2 separate regions of the Mus musculus genome follow, and region 1 is linked to region 2. The links are chromatin contacts, called in public promoter capture Hi-C maps. All regions are on one chromosome and are shown on one strand. Each heading gives the region's core, a stretch centred on a gene start, on an enhancer-like site or on the middle of the called end of the contact. The rest is flanking DNA. Distances are from core to core; before and after follow the strand shown.

The links. Capture Hi-C pulls out chosen DNA fragments and counts their contacts.
Region 1: a promoter capture Hi-C map of liver shows a contact between it and region 2, with 2.3 times the contacts expected there. The contact joins two enhancer-like sites. A contact is called at or near these places in 1 of 15 datasets of contacts at CTCF or cohesin (embryonic stem cells), 15 of 484 Hi-C or Micro-C datasets (the HL-1 cell line, LSK cells, the Patski cell line and 6 more), 7 of 115 datasets of contacts at active chromatin or transcription factors (the 230-238 cell line, embryonic stem cells, extraembryonic endoderm stem cells and 2 more) and 2 of 9 other capture datasets (adipose tissue and liver).

What each region holds. Positions count from the first base shown.
Region 1 is chr15:7,144,488-7,147,187 of GRCm38.p6, forward strand. All of the region lies in intron 1 of Lifr (LIF receptor alpha), which reads left to right. Among named protein-coding and RNA genes, the nearest start is that of Lifr, 16 kb to the left of the region's middle. Within about 2 kb of position 1,309, at least 42 of the 459 cell types and tissues checked have an H3K27ac peak or open chromatin away from gene starts, as enhancers often do. A contact at or near this core is called in liver, where this site is marked.
Region 2 is chr15:7,068,976-7,071,675 of GRCm38.p6, forward strand. No RefSeq gene overlaps it. Among named protein-coding and RNA genes, the nearest start is that of Gm30971, 4.0 kb to the right of the region's middle. Within about 2 kb of position 1,381, at least 4 of the 459 cell types and tissues checked have an H3K27ac peak or open chromatin away from gene starts, as enhancers often do. A contact at or near this core is called in liver, where this site is marked.

The DNA.
Region 1 (2,700 bases), core at 59-2,558, 75 kb after region 2:
AGCTTCAGATTATAACTCTAAAAAAATATACCACTAGGGCACATTTAGGTTATTATGTGTGCATTGAAATGCAGATATTAGAACAATTTGTATTTTGAGACATGGGTTTGGTTTGTATGTTTTGTGAGTTTTTTGTTTGTCTGTTTTTTTGTTTTGTTTTGTTTTGTTTTGTTTTTTTCAGTTTTAAGGCAGGCTTCTTAGTTGGCTCCCTAAGAAGTCTTTTGGCCTGGAAATGTGTTTTGTTTGGCTTGAATGCTGTTGTGGTATTTCCCCCACCCCCTAAATTAGCTGCTAGCATTTGAAAATGAGATTTCACATGTTTTTCGTTTTATTTTTGTTTTTAAAAGATAGCAAGCCCTTCTGAGTCTAAGAGGGAAGGCCTGGCTAGACCTGCAGTACGTGCTGGTTAAGGTGCCTGCTCTGCAGGTAGCAGCGCTCTCTCTTTCTTTCTGAGTCTGTGTAAAACAAGACAGTAGCTCAGTTGGAAGACCCGTGGCTATGGGATGCCGTGTCTATTTCCTGTATAAAACAGACAGAGGCTCTGGCTGCTAGCTGCTGGCCACCCCACTGTCCTTGGCAAGCCTCAACTACTTTGTCTGGCTGGCTTTTGGAGTGTGTTTGGGTTTGCACCTGCTCACTTAAAGAACTCAGCTAATCAAAAGTCTACTTAAGAGTTGGAAGCAGGACAGGAAGATGGCAGTTATTTTCCATTCGGCCCCCTCCCTGCAGACTGTCAGAGCGGGATACGACGATCACATGCCCCGCCCGTAGAAGCAGGTGACGCTTGCTAGTATGGCATTCACCTGACAGGATGGAAGGAGAGAAAGGCCCACAGCTGCTGGTTGCTTGAGGTATCCTGAAAGTACAATGGCCGTAGGGTTGTGCTCGTCTCAGTTAGTTTGATGACATGGAAGTAAGGACTGCCCTGAGTCCGAGTCGGGTCAGTTGAGAGCTAAAGCCTAACATTCCAGCTGTTTGCTGTGGTCCTGTTCAGCTGTGACCATGTTAGTGCCAGAAGGGGTGTTAGAGCCCTGGACGCCTGAGGTCTCGGGGGTCTTCTGTTGTGGATTCACAGTTAAATGTATTGCTCCAGAGCTGAGATTGGTAAATGGTGCTAAATTCAGGTTCCCAGCTCTGCTTCTTAGATGTGTGACCCCCTCTGTGCCTCAGTGACTTACTGGAAAGAGAGGGATAGCGACACTGGCTTCATAGAGTTGGCACGAGGATTCAACCCAACTGCACACATGGTGCATGCTGTCTGAAAACGGGAGTTGCTTATTGCCTGGCAGAGTCAGCCAGAATCCGAATTTGAAGTGCATCAAGTGATTGCATAATTATCGTTTTTTTTTCCCTCCCTCAGTTTCAGCAGGCCTTTAGGAGTGGGTTTAATCTGTGTATTTGAAAAAGAAACTAACAGCAATTTGAGCCAAGTTGCTGGTTTATCTCTAGATATATGTGTTTACCTTACTCTTGGGGATATAAAGGAAGAGTGGGTGGGTGGGGGACAGACAAGAAAGACATTGTAACTCCTCATTAAGAACTTGGTTTGAATGAGTTAGGCACAATTGTCAAGTAAGTCCTGAGTATACAGTGCTCCTAAAAGATACTGTTCGGTTCAAAGACTTTAAAAAGCAATAGGAAATAAAGTAGAAAGAGGGGGTATATTATCTCCCTATTTTGTGATAAACATGGAAAACACAAATTAAAGTACAGGTAATGTCTTGCTTGAGAATGAGCATCAGCCTCAGACTGAAGAAGTATCAATACCCTTAGTAAGGAGAGGGTGGGAAGATGGGGAGTGGCTGCTTCGTAAAGCCCCGAATCTCACGGGGAAGATTCCTTGCTTCGTACGGATGTGAAATGAATTAATGGCTTAAGCTACCCATGCCAGAAGTGATGAGGGCCGTAGCAAAGGAGATAGGGATGGGAAGAACACGGGGGTGATTGGTGGTCAGTTGGGAAGGATGAAGACATGAATGGGTGTCTTGAGTAATCTGGAATTGGCCCGGGCCTGAGAGAACATGCCTAGAGGGGAAAGTGAATTTCCTTGTGTTTCCTTTTGGGTTTTTTGAGGACTCTGAGGCATCCAAGTATACATGCAGCATCCAAGAGTTTTCCACATGGGTTCGGGAACCTCCTGGAGTGGTTCTGTGTGGGTAAGCACACACTCATCTGGTAAATGATTAGTCTGAAGCTGGCCAGGGGCCAATTCCGTGAAGCAAATTTGGAAGTCATTCGTGCTGAGTGGTGGTTGAAGCCACGAGGGAGGATAACATTCATGGAGGGGGAAAAAAAGGATGAGATGAGCCAGCCATCACCAAGCTCAGGAGTGCTTCCAATTATTTAATGCACGCGCCTGGCATGGCTGGTAACTCGTGGGGCTGAGTCGAAGGATTCTAGCCATATACTAAAAGGAATCTTATCTGTATGTGAAAGATTCTGGCAGAATGTAAAAGGACACAGAAGCCCTGAAATTGGCAAGATAGACGTCAGTGTTAGCATGTCAGTTATGCATGTATGATAATTCTCCATCGGAAAGAAGGAGATAACGCCCAGCTGCTGAAAAACAAACAAAATCCAGATTGAATGATTTTAAAGAAAACATTGCAAATTACCAAAAAAACATTTGAAGTATTTTTATTGTAAATCAAGGAATTGGTACCTTCACAACCCACGAGTTAATGATGAGATTTGGAAAGA
Region 2 (2,700 bases), core at 131-2,630:
TGATTTGTACATATGTAATGTGCATTATGCAAATGGGGTCCCATTTCTTCCTCTGAGGTTTGCCATTACTTACTACTCCAGGATAAAACTCAGACGTTTTACCACTGCAAATAAAATTCCCTATAATCTAGCCCGGGGTTAATGATATGAAACGCATCTAATTTAAAAGTTCCTAGTAGCCATATTTTAAAAGTAAAAGAAATGAGAGAATATAATTTTAGAATATCTTACTTAGCCCAACTTAAGCAAAATATTATTTTAAGTGAAATTAGTAGTCTTACAATGGATGAGGTCGTTGCAATCTTAGGTATTTGGGGTTTTGTTTGGTTGGTTTTTGTTTTGGTTGTACTTCAAGTTGATCATCAAAATGTGTATGCTAAATTGTTAATCACAAAAGTTGTAAACAAAGAGCTGGAGAGGTGGCTCAGTAGCTATGACTCTGGTCTAGATAGAGACATGCTCTGGGAGCCTGTGGAGCTGAGTTCAAATCCCAAGTACTAACATCACAAAAAGCGGCGTGCAGCTGCTTGTGCATGCAATGCCAGCACTAGGAGGCGGAGCCTGTGAGCTCAATGCCAGCCAGCTTGACGAAACGGCAAGCCTGAAGTTCAGTGAGAGCCTCTGTGTGAAGGGAATAAGGAGAGCATTAACTGAACACATCAAGTACCCGATGCTGGTACCCTCATCTGTACATCACACACACACACACACACACACACACACACACACATACACACACACACGAGTTATGATCAAATACTTAGGCTTCATAAAACTTACAACTGAAAAAGTAAATTCCCTTTCCTGAATTTCTGCATATTTTAAGTCAATAAGTGTGACAAATATTATTTTAAAATCATAATAAATTAACATAAAATAAGCCTAGGAACTTAATTCTTGCATCATAGTAGCTACTTTTGAAGTATTTAATAGCTTAGTGTGCCTCATCACTGTTATGTGGACAGTACAGAGCTCTGAAGAGCCTCTCAGTAATACTAGCAGCCTCACATATATGTGTTAAGAACTAATCTGGATTTCTGTTAGTTAACTAATTTTTAAGTGTTTCATCCTAGGAAAACAATCTGGAATTATATCCTGTAAATTCTCAGTTTTATAAAAGTAAGGACCAAGGTATAGACCAGTTGAGCCAAATGCACAGAGCTAGGAAGCAAAAGATTTTGGGTTTGTACCCAGACAGTTAGGGCCCAGGACATGGGCTCTTAACCAGAGGAGTAATGGCCTCAGATGCCCAGAGTCCTGCGATGCTTCCCTTACATCCAGACTCACTGGTTTCTCGCTGCTGCTGGGAACTTGGGGATGTCTCTTGCTCTCTGGGAGGATGACAGTTCCCACACTGCTGCATCATTTTTCTGGTAAATGTTCCGTGCTTATCTGTGTGACCTGTAGAAGCAGTATATTATTAACACAATGTCAGGGTTCATGATAAATGCCAGGACAGGAAAATAGCATTTAATCAGACATGCTTATCAATATACTGTGACCCTTCCAGAACTCTCCAAGGTTTTTTTTTTTTTTAAGTTAATACTCTCCCTTGGCCTTCCAGAAGCACTTGATGAACTTTCTGAGTTACATAAGTTGGTGCAAACCACCATACACCCCCACCCCGTTTTCACTTCCTGTCCTTCTGGGATTATGAAGAATGGTCCTTCCAGGAAACATGCTTTGTACGGTCTTACATTAAGAGTGCCCAAAGTCAGCCTGAGAGCGGGGTGCAGTTAACTGTGATTAAAAGCAAAAGACTAAGAACATCACAAAAAAATATTATAACAGGAAATGAAAAAGAATGAAAATTATGAGCGAGGAGGTTCTTGCCGTACTTTGACCTCAAAGAGAAGGTATCTAGTTACATGAGAAAATAAAGGAATGCTATTACCACAAATCACTATTAACACCCACATTAACATGATTGCATTTTAAAAAAATGAATGAGAAGAGGGAAGGCTAATGGGATTCTGGCATAAACTAATCAGGATTCTTTTCACAGCCAGAAAGAAAGATTTATACACAGCTGCCATCGACATATTAATGGCCTTGGTGAACAGTAACAAGTGGTTAGGTCTCACTACCAAGGGATAACTCAGCTGCTTCATCAAGCCTCTCAGATAGGAGCCAAGAAAGATTAACATCTGAGACAATAATACCACAACCTGACATCAGCTCAGTTATGGACTCCAAGCAAAAGATTTGAGCAAATCTGGGACCTCAGAGCCATGAGGGGGTAGCCTGTGACAGAAAGCCAATGACAGAGTAAAATAAATGGATTTTTTTTAAAAGAAAGGATTTATGGGTGGGGTTGTGAAAATCCTCTCCTAAGCCCGAGGTGAAAGCACAGTCTTCCCTTTCCCGATGCACCCCCATACACTAAGGGTACCCCTTATCTCATATGCTGAGAAAGGAAGAGTAAATATTTGCCACGTGCAGAAGAGACTTCTGCTTCCAGATGAGAGGGCGGGACAAAAGCACAATTACCTTCATTCCTAAAACAATCCTTACCGTCAGCCCACAAACACTGATCGTCAAGCAACAAAGGGCAGCGTTCTCTGTGAGATGGGAAACAGGGTGAGTCCCACAACCATCCCAACCCAACAGAAAGGAGCGGAAAGATGGGGCCGAGCTAGGTGCCTAGCATTCTCAGCACCGAGTACTGGAGCGAGAGAGGCCCATGGAGAGCAAACATCA